Linked DNA regions of Callithrix jacchus: region 2 is linked to region 1. The links are chromatin contacts, called in public Hi-C maps. All regions are on one chromosome and are shown on one strand. Each heading gives the region's core, a stretch centred on a gene start, on an enhancer-like site or on the middle of the called end of the contact. The rest is flanking DNA. Distances are from core to core; before and after follow the strand shown. Region 1 holds the start of EPM2A (EPM2A glucan phosphatase, laforin). Region 2 overlaps SHPRH (SNF2 histone linker PHD RING helicase).

Region 1 (7,711 bases), core at 1,847-4,346:
ATCCAGAAAAAAGTTAGCTGTAGTTTTTAAGCTGTATTCAAACTTTCTCTGAAAGGGTTTTTTTTTCTTTTTTTTAAATGCTACAAAATTGAAAATAGTATACGTGACATATTTAACTTTTAGATATGTTCTGTTGATAATAAACCAATAGTTATTACAGTCCTTGAACTATGTAGATAAAACATGGTTTTCATCAGTGTGTATATACATATACAATACTTGCTGACTAGTGAGATTGCTTCAGAAATCGTAAATCACTCAAGATTGAACTAATAGCTTTCCCTGAGGGGGCTTCAAAAGAATTTACATTTGAATTGGATCCTGAAACTCTATGTGTGAATTTATCACCCATTTCTCAGGAATGTTTACAGTTATATGTAAGATAGCATTATAAAAATGAAATTCAATGACAACAAATTGGTTTGGTCTTTTACAAATTATTATCAGAATTATGTTACTCTACTGGACTGACTCTTGCTCTAAATTTAGCTTGTCCCATATCATCAAGAATCTGACCTCACATGGATTTCATAAATAATCTGTTTTAGTAAATACCATGATTCTTTGAAACGTAAACAGAAATCTCATATGGAGGACCCAACAAGGGAAAAGATCTAAAACTAACACAGTTTAAAAACTGGTAAAATTCTTCACCTTGGCTTCTTAAATCTGTGTTTCCATTCCCAACACATAGGTATAAAAAGGCATAAAAATTATAATTTCCTAGGACGTGCAGCCGAATTCTCTTCAAATGCTAAGATATTTGTGTCTTTACAGATTCATTGATCCATTTAGACTGCCACTCATGATTCGCCTCTTCATAATTTCTAAGGATGAAGTTAGTTACAACAAATAATCACTGGAATTTAATTTTTTAAAATTAAGAGCTGATGGAGAATAACATTTAAATATGCTAGAATTTAGATGCATTCTGCAACAGATTTTCCTTATTAGAATCTATATCTGCATCTATATCTATAAGCTGAATGCATGCCTTTTAGCCCCTGGCTCTGCCCTTCCTTGCTTTAGACTGTTTATTGGACCCTTTTGTGCTGGAGTATCTTCACATCTAAAATGGGAAAAACATCTGTAGTTACCTCATAGGATTGGTGAGAGAATTAAATAAGATAACACGAGTACAAAAACCATGTGCCTGGCCCATACTATAGACTCAATGGATACTATTATGGTTAATATTTGTATACCCCAATGATTGGCCATCAAAATATGATCAAAGTTTGAAATATGTCCTTTAAGCCCTATTTTGGTCTTGTTCTCCTTTCCAGTTGCATTTTACTTACTACACAGAGCAGCCATCCAATTTATACCTAATTTAAATCCTTGCCATAAAATAAGCTATTACGTATTTTGTTTAGGGGCTTTTAAGAGGGTTACTTCTTCCAATGGTTAAAATTATTCAACGTCTTTATGATGAGAGAGAAGTAAACCGTGTCTGTTGAACAAACATACTGTTTAATTTTTCTGCTATTGTTGCGTCTACAGAACGGGCAGAACTCACTCTGGAAGAGCTGGTGGGAATAATGCCATTTGGGAGGCACACAACATAGGCAGCACAGTGGAGCAAAAGCAAGTCTGGAGCTGTCAGCTCCCGGGTCCTGAGGAATAAAAACTTTCACTGGAGTCTGGATTCCACTGCAGACACAATCCTCTCTGCATCGCCAAATGACTCTCACTTTTCTAAACTTACTCTAAGAATATCTTGTAACAGCAATTTGCATAAACCGACTCACATGCCACTGTGATTTAATAATGTCTGATTTGCTACTCAATCAGTTGTGTTTGGCCAGCCTTTCTGTCTTCACATTGTTCACAGTGTTTATCCTTAAGCTTAGCAACCAATCAAACTTTGAGTGGAATGTCAATATGCAAGAGTGAACTGTATTGTAAGTTTTCTAGGTGTTCCACAAGAGATTGTGTTTGTGTAGTTTACATTTTTTTCACTTTCTGTTTTACTTATGATATTCTCAACGCATAAAACTTTGGCCTTTCCCCCCCCCACCCCTTGCTATTCACAAAATTCCAAATACTGGTAAAAATGCCTGTGTCTTTAATTCACATCACGGATTCATGTTGTTAAATGTTAGCGAATACATAAACATAAGAATACAAGGATAACTTTATTAAAGAATATAAAACTATCAGGACATTTGTCTGATGGCAGCGACAAATTGAAGTTCCCCGACCAAGATATATAGTATTTTAGGTTTTGGCCAGACAACTAAAAAAATCTCTGTTTCTTGACCCAAAAAGGTTTTAAGCTGAAAGACTAGTGCTGGCTTATTGAAAGTAAATTTTAAACAAAGGGCTTTAAAAAAATAATTACTCCATTAAAAAATGCATACATTTACAGTCACAGAATTAGTTTTTGTTTTGACCTTCAAAAGTACTTGAAAGTATTTACTCCAAACTTACTTTACACATACTAAAAATATAATACTTTTTGAAAAAAGAAGGTGATCGTGTGGCTTTTCAGACAGGGGAATGGTATGTAATGTTTTGCATCAGCTCTGGGTTGTTGCAACCATTGGGTTGTCTCCACCAATCAGATATCCATTAGAGCCGGTAGGATTTGAAAAGATTATTTTATACCCTCATTTTACAGATAAAGAACCTGAGACCCATGAGAAAAGTGACTTGGTTAAGGCGTGGAGCGCTCCAGAGACCGGTCCAAGATCTTCCCCCGTTTCACAATTAGGAGGCTGCTGTCTGGAGGCCATTTCTTTCCTCATGATCCTCGTAAAGTTAATTTCCAGTCTCTTGGAAAGAGGACTGGACGACTGCCTGGCTTAGAAGATTTCCTCCCTTCCCGAACCCCGTTTTCTCTTCCTTTTCTTCCGCTAGCCGCTTCCCCAGCGCCCGCAAGTGGAAATCAGCCGCCCGCGGGGCTGCGGTGCACAAAGAGGCGGCTGGCGGACCCCTTCCCGCCGGCCCGGACGCAGCCTGGGCTCGGGGGCCGCGTGATGCAGCCCAAAGAAGGCGCAGAACAGCACGTGTTCCCGGCTGTGCCCGGGCCTCCCGCGCCGCCGCCCAATCGCCGTGGCCGCCTCGCGCTCAGGCAGCGCCTGCCGGCCGCTGAAACTCGGGGCCCGGGGATTCGCGTCGCAGGCCGCCCGCCATGCGCTTCCGCTTCGGGGTGGTGGTGCCGCCCGCCGTGGCTGGCGCCCGGCCAGAGCTGCTGGTCGTGGGGTCGCGGCCCGAGCTGGGGCGCTGGGAGCCGGGAGGGGCCGTGCTCATGAGACCCGCGGGCACCGCGGCGGGCGCCGGGTCGCGGGCGCTGCAGGAGCCGGGCCTTTGGATTGGGGAGGTGGAGCTGGTGGCCGAGGAGGCGGCGCAGGACGGGGCGGAGCCGGGACGCGTGGACACGTTCTGGTACAAGTTCCTGAAGCGGGAGCCGGGAGGAGAGCTCTCCTGGGAAGGTACTGGCAATGTGCGCCGGCCCCGGGCCCCGGGCACGGAGCGGGAGCTCGGCCTCGGCCTCGGGCGGGCCCCGCAGGCCCCCGCGGCGCGCGTCCCGGGCTCCTTGCCCGCGTCCCTGGGCACTCGCCGAGCGCCCCGGGCTGACCCTGCTCTGCGGGCTACGGTGTCGCCGCCAGCCGCGCCTCCGGCTTCCTACTGGTTCCCTAGACCCGTACAGCGCTCCCGCCCGCCTTCCCGCCCCCTTGGTTGCTCGCCTCTCTGACCTGGTTTCCGCACACCCAGTCCACAGTTTCTTTCCAACCGCGCCTGCGTCAGGGGCCGGTGCCCTTCGTCTCCCGCCCGGGGCCCCTTAGCCCTCCGAGTCCTCCTTGCGCGGGTCCCTGGGCTGCCCGGCCGCGCGCCGCCGAACGGCTTCGCTGCCCAACTCCGCCTTAGTTGGTTTCTGTGTCCTCATTTTCCTGTCCTAGTTCACTAAAAAAACGATCCAACCAGCGAAACTAGCATTTTCGCTAATCCTAGACTGCAACGTGTTACTTACTGTATAGATTTTTTTTTCTTATTTTGAGAATGAACTAATGGAAAGACGTTGAATATTGGATTTTTTTCTTTTTTAATCCCAGGTATATGACAATTGAGACTTGACCTGACTTCTTAAAATACTAAAACAATACATGCTGGTTGTAGAATAATAATAATGATGATAAAGAAATATACATAGTGAAAACTTAGTGTTTCCTGCACGCATCTTAAGTACACTGCCTGTATACATTTATGTATGTGATACATGCATATACTTTTTTTTTTTTAACAAAAATTATATCTCATTCTGAATTTTTTCTTTTCTTGCGGAACAATATGTTGGGGACATCTTTATTTTACATGTAGATATATATTTTAAATGGTAACATATTATTCTGCATCTACCAATGTGCATTTAGGTTCTTTTCAGTTTTCTGTTATAGACAGTAGTAGCTTAATTGAAATTCCTTTTGCAGGTTATCTTTGAACATTTGGGAATGTTTCTGCAGAGTAGATTCAAAGAAGTGAAATTATTAGGTCAAAATGTAGTCTTTTTTTTTTTTTTTAATACTTCAATAAGGACTGCTAAATTATGCCCTGAAAAGGTGATACTAATATCGGTTCCCACCAACAATGTCTGAATTGAGGCAGCCCATTTCTTTAAAGGAAATGTGCAAGGTTGAAGACTGGAGTGGGTGTGACTCAGTAGTTGAAGTCAACGAAATGAGTGTCTCTTGAGATGTTGATATGTAAAAAATGGACCATTTAGCTTGTAATAATGTAGAAATAATCTGTAAAGAAGATTTGGCTGAAATATATTTATATATTATCCTTGTTCTCTTTTTGTACCCCACTGGGCTTTTAGTCTGGTAGCATTTATTCTTCAGTTTATCCTTCCTTTAAAGGGGCTTACTATTATTCATAGTAAGAGGTTGTCCAGAGCGGTGGGGCCTTGGACCCATGAATCCCCTTTTCTCTCCAGGTCTGTGGTGAGAGGGGCTGCTATGGAGGTCTCTGAAATGTCTTCCAGGCCTTTTCTCCATTGTCTTGGCTATTAACATACAACTCCTGTTTACTTATGCAAATTTTTACAGCCAGCTTGAGTTCCTCCTTGAAAATGGATTTTTCTTTTCTACCACATGGCAAAGCTGCACATTTTCCAAGCTTTTATGCTCTGCTTCCCTTTTAAGTATGTCTCTTTGCTCATAGATTTGAGCATATGCTGTTAGAAGCAGCCAGAGCACATCTCGAATGCTTTGCTGCTTAGAAATTTCTTCCACCAGATACCCTAAATCATCTTTCTCAAGTTAGATTTCCACAGATTTCTAGAGCAGGGCTGCAATGTTGCCAGTCTCTGTGCTAAAGCATAATATGAGTGACGTTTACTCTAGTTCCCAATAAGTTCTTCATCTCTGTCTGAGACCGCCTCAGCCATATCATTGTCAGCATTTTGGTCACAAATATTCACAAGTCGCTAGGAGGTTCCAAACTTTCCTTCATCTGCCTGTCTTCCTTTGAGTCCTCCAAACTGTCCCATCCTCTCCCTAACACCTGATTCCAAAGCTGCTTCCACTTTTTCAGGTATCTTTATAGCAATGCACCTCTTCCCAGTTCGAATTTTCTGTATTAGTTGCTCTTGCATTACTATAAAGAATGGCCTAAGACTGAGTAATTTATAAAGAGGTTTAATTGAGTCACGGTTCTCCAGGCTATATAGGAAACATGGCTTGGGAGGCCCCAGGAAACTTACAAACATGGCAGAAGGCAAAGGGGAAGCAGTCACTTCCTACATGGTTGGAGCAGGGGGAAGAGAGAGAGAAGGAGGAAGTGCTACACACTTTTAAACAACCAGCTCTCATAAGAACTCTCACAAAAACAGTAAGGAGGAAGTCCACCCCCATGATTCACTCACCTCTCACCAGGCTCCCCTTCCAACACTGGGGACACAAATCCAAACCATATCACTGGGAAAGTGCTTTATTCAGGTGAGCATATTCCTTTCCTGAGGAAACTTAGTGTACTGATTACCAAAAATGAGGAAAGTGGATCTTGGGTAGGCAGCTAATAATGCATGGTACAGTTTAAAACAAAAGATATCATGCACAACATTTATTTGTGTATTTATTGGTTTTTGTCTTTTACCAGATTGTGAGCTCTATGAGTGTAGAAACTATGTGTATTTTATTAATTCTTTTATATCCTGCAGTTGTGGTTGATACATAGTAGCTGCTCAATAAATATTTGTTGGATGAATAGGGCACAGAACAGAAAGAGCTGGAGGTTTTCTCTTTTTTTATATCATGGGCTAATTACTTCTTAAGTGCTTTCAGTTAAATTACTCTTTTTCCTTACAGTGACACTACAAGGTAGATATTCATTTCACTGTTATATAAATAAGAAGATTGAGGCCTTCTTCTAGGTCTAATCTGCTGTGAATTCCATCCAGTGAATTTTTATTTTCAGATACTGTATTTCTCATCTCTAGAAGTTCCATTCAGTATTCTTTTGCATTTTTTCCTTTTGTTCTCATCTAGCTTATGTTTTTCTTTAAGTTTGTGACTATGTTGAAGATAGAGCCAGTCTTTATTGTCTAGTTTCTTTCTATGTGTCATCTTTGAGTGTAGTTTCTACTATTGTTTTCTAGCAGTTATTGATAATATCTGACAACTTCTTTTCATGCCTTTTCTGAGTAACCATAGCTGAGCTTTATTTGTGGATTATTTTAATGTATGATAAATTATATGACTTGCATTTTTAAGAATAAACTGTTTAGAATAATTTTAGATTAGTACAGACAGTTCCTATATACTCCTTGCCCAGTGTCCTCTATTGTTAATATTTTATGTTAGTATGACACTTGTGAGAATTAAGGAACCAATAGTGATACATGGTTATTAACTAGGATCCAGATTTCATTCATGTTTATTTTTTACCTAACATAACTTTTCTCTTCCAAGACCTTATCTATATGCCCACATTACATTTATTCTTTATTGTAACCGGGTGTCCAGGTTCTTGGCCTCCCTCCTCCAGGAATGGGCAAAGAGGCCCTACAGGTGCAGTGGGCTCGTTCAAGTAAATATCGGATCCAAAGAGTTTTGCAGAAAAGGAATTTATTAGGCAGAAAGAGAGAGAGAGAGAGAAAGAGAAGTGGGGGTGGGGGGAGAGAGAGAGAGAGAGAGAGAGAAAACTCCCATACTGTTGTGGGAGGGGATCCAGAGATGGAATCCACACAGGTGAGGGGCAGGGGTTCTTTTAATTTGGGAGTTACTCCCTCCACACTCAAGTTCTTGTCCCATGAGAGGAGTTCCTTTAAACTTCCAGTGGAGTGACTGATCTTTGACTTCGACATTGGATTGGCTGCCTGGCTCACAATCCTCCCATAGCTTTTTGGGGGCTTTCTAAAGAAAGAGAGCTCACCTGGGCAGTTTACCTTTCCTGTGCATGAAAGTTACACAAAGAACTCTAGGCTCTGAGATGGAGACATGAAAGAAGGCAGATCAGGCAAGTCACTGGGAAGTTCTTGCCTTTGAAACCACATCCCTTGTGGACCCAGGAAGAGAAATTGATACATTCCCTCATTATGACTGTGATAGTTTCTTAGACTTTATGTATTTCTGCAGTGACCTTGACAGTTTTGAATAGCATTCATCAGGTATTTTGCAGAAAGTTTTGGAATTTTCTGGTGCTTTTTCTCATTTACACTTGGATTATGGGATTTTGGGAAGACATGGAAGTAAAGTGCCTTTCTTAC
Region 2 (7,711 bases), core at 2,858-5,357, 160 kb before region 1:
TATTATTTTATTTTTCTCGAAATATGACAAGGGGTTTCTTAAAAATTTCTTTTTGTTTGTATTTTTTTAAAAAAATACCCAAATAAATTTGAAATACTAACTAGCCCATATTATTTTCTATATAAGTGCTTTAATGTGTGAAAATATAAATGTTTTTTAAATTAAGTGGAACATATTGAGTATGATATTACCTCCAAAATAATGTTATTCTGAGTCCCTCTGTTGTATATATTGTTAGAGTGCTGAAGGACTAATTTGCACTTTTCCCAGATACAGAAATGAGAACACCAACTTCCTACAAAGTAATGATGGCTGACTATCATACTCACTTAGGATAAACAGAACTGAAGTCTATGAAAGCTTACTTTGGAATAAAAAACAATTAATTTAAAAGCACAACTTAGCTTTATAACAGAGAATATTAATGTCATGAAATCTTTAGGAAGAAAAATTGTGACTCCCTTCTCCTTTTAATATACTTACAAATTGAAAGGCATCTTTGATAGAATTGAAAGGCATCTTTGATAGCACTAAGGCTTTTTTTTGATAGAATTGAAAGGCATCTTTGATAGCACTAAGGCTTTTTTTTGATAGAATTGAAAGGCATCTTTAATAGTGGTAAAGCTTGTTCTGTGTGTTTTCTTTTTAGTGGGCAGTACTGACCTGTGGTCACTGTTTCTGTAATGAATGCATTTCTATAATTGTTGAACAATACAGCGTGGGATCTCACAGAAGCTCCATTAAGTGTGCAATCTGCCGCCAGACCACATCTCACAAAGAAATATCATATGTCTTCACCTCAGAGAAAGCAAGCCAGGAAGAGGACATCCCTGTGAAGGTAAAGTAGGTCAGGAACACACAGAAGCATAGGTAAGGCAATGTAATAGAAAGCAGTATCTGATTAAGAAACCGTGAATATCACAACAAGCTTGGCACAGTGAATAGGTGGATACCACTGTTGTCCGTAGATATACTGCCTGAAAGCCTCAGCTTAACCATCTAAGTTTTAATTGTGGAAGGAACACAGAACACTTATTCAAACATGGTTAGCAATAGTCATGCACTTTGTGGCTAAAATGTAACATCTTAAAATTCCAGTTTCCTATCATCCTCTATAGTATTTCTATCCACCACAAGTAGATAGAGGTCTGGTTAAATTAGAGACTTATTTAAAGAAAGAGTTTTCCTCATTCTTTTGTTCAACCCTGCATATAAGGGGAAAGATGTGTCTAAGTAAACAGAAGGAAAAAGTAAATTGGTTAATGAAGACAGTTACAAGAATTTAAATAGCATGGATTGATATTTCAGGGTGCAGCCAAATTTTGGTGTTATTTTCCTAATTTTTTTCCATGCTTCATTCAGAATTTTTAAAAAATTACTATAATTTGTTATCCAGACCAGATCTGTAATTGGATTCACTGCTTAAGGGGTATTTAGTACAAAGTGGAGGCTATTTTGTTCTTTCTTTTCCTTAAATAGGCTTTTTAAATATTTTTTTCTAACCAAACTTGAACAAAGGACACATCAGTATCTAAATGTAGTAGCAAATATGGGCTTTAAGGAAGGAGTTAGAGGATGAGAATGGAGAATGATGGGGTTGACTCTTAAGCAATATAAAGTGTTCTTTATTCCTTCTTCTTCTGAGTTTTTGATACTCTCTTTTCACTTTTAAGTAATGCGTTTTATAAGTAGAATCAGCTACAAGTTGAAATTCACTACCAGTAGTTAGGTGTTAGGGTGCCCTCCTCCCAAGAAAACTGTAGTTGAATTAAAGAACTTTTAATTGCTTTTTTTTTCACTGTTATTTGAGTAAAACCTAAAAATGTCAGTCCTATTGCTCTCTAGTCTGTCGAGATAAACAGAATCCCACAGTTAGAATAAGCATTCATCCATCCATTCATTCCATGCAAGTATGTGCTAGCACACAGGCAAGGCCTCGTAGTTGCAGCATACACTCATAAATAAAATAGATATGGTTATTCCTCTTGTGGGAATTGGTGAAGGAGTTTGAGTTGGGGAAAGATGCACAGATGCTAACAAGTAATTAATGTGTTATAATTGTGATAAGCACTACAAAAGAAGACAGCTAGAGGCATCACGCTACCTGATTTCAAACTATACTAGAAGGCTACAGTAACCAAAATAGCATGGTACTGGTAGATTGAATTAAAGATTGAATCAAGTGGGGAGGGCTGGAAAATGAGAAGGAGCAACTAGGGCCAGGCAATCCAGGGGAGTATGCTGGCAACAGAGGCCACAGGGAAGCTCTGCTTTGGTAAGGAGGTAGTAGTGCTAATTGTGGATCAACTACAGTGTGAACTAATTGTCTAATGAAGTCACTGATGACTTCAGAAGGAGTTCTTTTAATACAAATATAGAGGCAGAAAGCAGGTTGGGAGGGATTGAGGGATGAGCAGGAAGTCAACAAATAGAAAAAAATGCCCAATTGTTTCTTAAATTCACTTCATTTAGAAAGGCTGCTGAGAGACCACTATGCGTAGAAGATAGCTAGATTCTAATTAAAGCAGGGAAGTGAAGAGCAGTATTTCCACAAGAGTAGAAAATATTAAATAGAAACAGAATTATAACCAGAAGATATGAGTACAGAAAGACATCACTTTGTTATTTTCTTTTGTTTAAGACAAAAGATTCTTGCACTTGTTTAATCTCTAGTGAAAAAGGATAGACTGAAGATATAGGAGAAAGGATAATTCTCAATGCAAGTTTCTTGAAAAGAAGGAAAATGCTGATGTATAGAGAAAAAGTAGAGAGGTCTCATTGAAGTCAAATAACAGGTATAAATTGGGCTGTTGAGCACAAAAGATAAGCATAGGTGTTCCCTGAGTATGGGAGATCATAGTCATTCTGGGGAGGTCAGGTATGCCAGATATGACTGTAGAAGTAAGTGACTCAAGTGAGGCAGAGAAGAAAAGAGGTTAGAAGATGAAACAGTGAGACCTGCATTTTGGATGGTTGTCCATGCAGACAGTGTGTAATATCTAGAGTTGAGTTATAGAGTAATTTAGGCACCAAAGTTCTTTAGTGAATGTAAGGTGGGGTTCAGTAAATGATAGGAAAGGGTAGAGTTGGGATAACTGGGCCTCAAAAGAATAGAAGTTGTTACACAAATGAGAAATAATGATCTGAAACTTGTATTTGTGTCAAATGCAAGGAGTGAGAGAATAAACATCATTCAGAAGGGCTGCTGAGAGACCAGTGTGCTTAGAGGATAGTCAGATTCTAATTAAAGCAGGGAAGTGAAGAGTAGTATTTCCACAAAAGGTAGAAAATATGAAACAATTGTTGATCGTAATAAAGTATGAGTTCCCGGGGACACCAGTGAAAGGTCCAGGAGTGAAAGGAAAAGAATCAGAGGGTGAACAAGTAGGAAGGAAGTCCAGGACAGTATGGGAGTAACAGAATGGGCAAGGATAGGTAATGAGAACATCATGACCTAAGGATCATCTAGTCCTATTCCCTATCAGTGAATCCCTGGATACGTTTTACAGTCAGCACTGTGTATCTGGATTCAGCCAACCACGGATCACAAACATTTGGAAAAAGAAAAATTCCGTGAAGTTCTAAAGAGTAGAACTTGAATTTGCAGCATGCCAAGTCTATGTTGAATCCACACAAATGAAATGATGTGTAGGGATTATATGAGGTAATCTAGAGATGATTTAAAGTATACAGGAGGCTATGTATATGTTACATGCAAATACGACATTTTATATAAGGGCCTTGAGCATCCTGGGATCTTGGTGTCCACAGGGATTTTTGAACAGTCAGTCCCTCGCAGATACTAGGGGAGGACTGTATTTTTAAAGCAAATGCTAAAGAGTTACTGAATGAAGAGGTAGGTGACCTATGGTACAGCCTTGAGGCATTTCATTTGACAGTTATTCTTTGTCCTGCCTGCAACACAAAAAACTACTCTCCTTCCCAGTCCCTCTCTCCCCATTTCTTTCCCACTCCTATAGTTTCCCCTTTCCTTCCCATAAAAATAGGCTTTCTTAGCCTTCCTCTGGCCACAGGCATCTCAAGGGCCACAGATGGCTTTTGTGTCTAAGAAGAGGTGGCTTACCCTTAGGTGAAAGCATGCATCGCAGTACAAGGAACTGTCAGAAGGAAGAAGTGCTGTGTCAGGTTTTGTGCAGAGATTGAGGAAGCGATTGCTCTAGCTACCAGTCAACAGCACAGTCTATGAAACAGTCATTGAGCCAATCACACCCAAACACCTGTTCATTTTATGGCAGCTTTCCTAGACACCCAGGATAGAGATTGGCACAGTTACATGTGCTGTGCTGTTGGAGCAAAGATATCAGTGTATAAATACTGTTTATGATGCTCTCACTTCTCCCTGTGGTTCATGGGTATTGATTAACACATGAATTAACTGAAACATCTTTTTAAAAATTAAGATTATAGAATTTAGTAAAGATAATTTCCCTTTTGTCAAAGATGCATATGTAATTACATTTCCTTTTCTTGAACATAAGACTGAATATTGTACCATTGTGCAAGCAAGTTTTAATCCCTCTTTGACTTCCTCACATTGCTTCATGCCACGTTTAGGTTGGCTCTTCACTACTTTTTCTGTTACCATTTGTGTCTGTCACATTTGCCTTGTGCTTCCTGTCCCCTCTTCTTACTTCTGTCACATTTCTGCCCTGCTGTCTATCACTTCCTCCTTGAAACATCTGCTTATTGTATGCTGAGACTTCATACCTCTCTTGTGCCTCTTTGAAACTTCCATGTAAATGATCATATTGCCTATTTTGGATTTGTATGTAAATAAACATGGCTCAGTGTAAATAGTTAAGGCATTATTTTCAAATTTTAGACCTATTAGTTCCAATTATTCCTAAACTTAGTTTTTTTCTTTTTATTATTGTTGATATCAAATCCCTGATCTTTAATAAATAATACTGAGAAGTAATTTTTTATTTAATTGAAATGTTTATATTTTCTGAAATATAAAATTTATTTCTGAAATGGTTATTTCACTGTATTTATGTCAAGATTCTCAGTCATAGCAAACAATATATCATATATAATGCTTAATCATATAGCTGTTCTGTGGATAAAAGATATTTGGAAAACATACAACTACTATTTAACAGTAGTAGACATTTTTTAAGTGGTATTTCTTGGAAATAAGAGATTTTACAATGTAAGGAATGCTGTTGATTGACCATAGATATAAAATGAATATTGGGATTACAAACGTCCTGTTCAGTGGATGTACCTAAGTTGAAGACCATGTCTTCCCTAGCAACAGTGTGACAGTATTCCTAAATGACCTTTGGAACCTACTGGGCAGCTCACAAAGTAAACAAAATTCCCCTTGCAAGTTCTGACAACTGCCAGGCATTTTGGATAGTAAAATTGGCCTCCTGGCAGAACATATGGCCCACGTGTCTTGTTCACTGTGTCTTAGGTTTGGCTAGGTTTCATACAAAGCACTTTTGCCAGTGGAGACCCTGACCCTATAATGAACTAGAGTCTTAGATAATAAGAAATTTCTTTCCAGAAGAAAATAGATATAGCCACTACATAGATAAAGTGACAGCAATATAGTACCCTTCCCACACACCACATGCTACACAATTGCTTCTCTTGTCAAACTTGTAAGTATGTGACCATCAACTGGCCTGCTTTTTAATATAAATATTTTTGCTAAGGCTCTACCCCCATAAATTTTGACTCATTAGACCTGGGATGTGGTCCAGAAATCGGCATTTTTATCAAGCAAATACATAGCCTTTTTGTAGACAAAAAAAACTGTACATCTCTACATTCCAATTCCCAGAGAAGCCTAACCATACTATGTATAGAATTCTACTATGTGTAGAATCCTGTTCTGTTTTTTTTTAAATTTGAGTTTTTGTTCAGTTAATTTAATTTGTGACATCTGTCTCACACTTTAAAATATAATTAAACATCTGAGTGGAAAAAAGCTAGGAAATTCTGAGTTTAAAATAGTAATAAAATAATTTGGTAAATATAATCCAGAAATGATTATATTTAAATATATTTAAATATTCTCATATAAGATATAAGTTTATATAACATGAACATTAACTGGTAAATTTGGAATGCAGTTGTATATTTTTATTAAAATATGTCCTGACTAAATATAATTGCAAAAAAAAAAAAAAAACAAAAAACCTCTGTTTCTGTTCACTGGCCAAGTTAATAGTTGTAATTCTGAACTGTTAGCCTCATGTTAAAGTTAGCCATAGCCTGCAATAAATTGAAAACACAGTAGAGACTTCTAAGATATAAAATAAAAGTTATCTTTATGAAAAGCTTGATCAATTGTGGAGTGTAAACTCCATTAAAAGTTAGAGGACTTGTTTATGAGATAGGCACTTTGTTTTTTATTCACTATTTCATATGAGGCATTTGGAGCAATACCTAGCATTTAATAGGCACCCAGTAAGTATTTGACTGCTGAATGCATGGATGGATAACAAATGAGTAGTCTGTATACCTAGTAACCCTAAGAACCGTTAGATCCAAATAAAAATTTTAACTTTCTTTTCACTGTTAACTTACATCTTTGAAATAATTATGCAAAGTGTTTAAAAGAACAGGATAATTTTTTTTGTGGCTTAGTACACTTGTAAGATTTTCCACAACCTAGCCATAATTTCCTTTGAGCTTTATTCACATATCATGTGAATGCTTGAAGAACTCAGTACTTGCCCTAGACATATGCTTGAAAAGTATTTCCCCCTGGTAGCTCCAATGATACAAGCTTCATAACTGCCCTGAATTGTATCTGTCGCTACCAGTGTGGGTTTTTAGCATGGTCAACAGGTGCAGACAGAAATAAAACAATGTTAACTGATCTTACTCAGCTGAGCCTACTATGGACAACACAGACACATTGAAGGAGTTAGCTGTATTTCCAAAAAGAAGAGTCCAGAGTAAAAATAACATAAGTCAGAAAATTCCAAAATAGGAAATAACTTGTGACTAACAGTCCTCTCAATGTAAAACTTTTTTGGAAGTGTTTCATATATATTTGTGTGTGTGTTTCATTTGCATGAATATATATATTAATATATAACATATAAAATCCCTAAAGATATAGCCTGCCTGTTGATATAGTCTCCAAAGATGAATGTTCTCTCTTTTGTGTGATTAAAAAAACAAGACTGAGTGTATTCATCATCTCCATTGTATTGACTTTTCTCTGATGTTCTTGAGGAGTCAGTAGCCACTTTAGCTCTTAATTTTACAAATGGAGCTAAGCATGACCATGGGAATCCACAGGTCCTGCACAGAAAAGGGTAGTAGAAAGATGTGGACAGATTAGATAAACAGAAAAAGTAGAAAACGGCTAAGGAAAAGGAACTAGATTGGTGACAAAGGGATATATTGAGTAACAAGCTCTTAATTCAAGGTGATAAATTGCCAAGTCCTGTTTCAAATTGTGCTCCGGTATTCACTTTATATAGAGTCATTGAAAAGAAATACAATGCAACAATATCTTCCGAGTCACAGAGCATTGTTTTTCTTTTGTATGTGTAAATCAAGTGCAAGTGGCCCTCTGCTGCTGCAGCAGAGAGCTCATATATGTTTTCCTTTCTTTCCTTTCTCCCCTAAGTAAGGAATCTCAGTAGATAGGAGGTGGACATGAATCAAAATAGAGTAAAGCCAAGCTACGGTGTATCTTTCTACACTAATACTCAGATTTTTA

Evidence for each region. Hi-C and Micro-C count contacts between places; a contact is called where the count stands out from the background.
Region 2: a Hi-C map of skeletal muscle shows a contact between it and region 1, with 5 times the contacts expected there. The contact joins the enhancer-like site here to the promoter of EPM2A in region 1. A contact is called at or near these places in 2 of 3 Hi-C or Micro-C datasets (both in skeletal muscle).

What each region holds. Positions count from the first base shown.
Region 1 is chr4:152,511,419-152,519,129 of calJac240_pri, reverse strand. It overlaps EPM2A (EPM2A glucan phosphatase, laforin), which reads left to right and starts at 3,096. Exons shown (of 6, transcript XM_054254493.2): 1 at 3,096-3,437. The coding sequence starts at 3,137.
Region 2 is chr4:152,674,472-152,682,182 of calJac240_pri, reverse strand. It overlaps SHPRH (SNF2 histone linker PHD RING helicase), which reads left to right. Exons shown (of 29, transcript XR_004742130.3): 25 at 650-838. Among named protein-coding and RNA genes, the nearest start is that of SHPRH, 62 kb to the left of the region's middle. Within about 2 kb of position 4,107, at least 3 of the 16 cell types and tissues checked have an H3K27ac peak or open chromatin away from gene starts, as enhancers often do. A contact at or near this core is called in skeletal muscle, where this site is marked.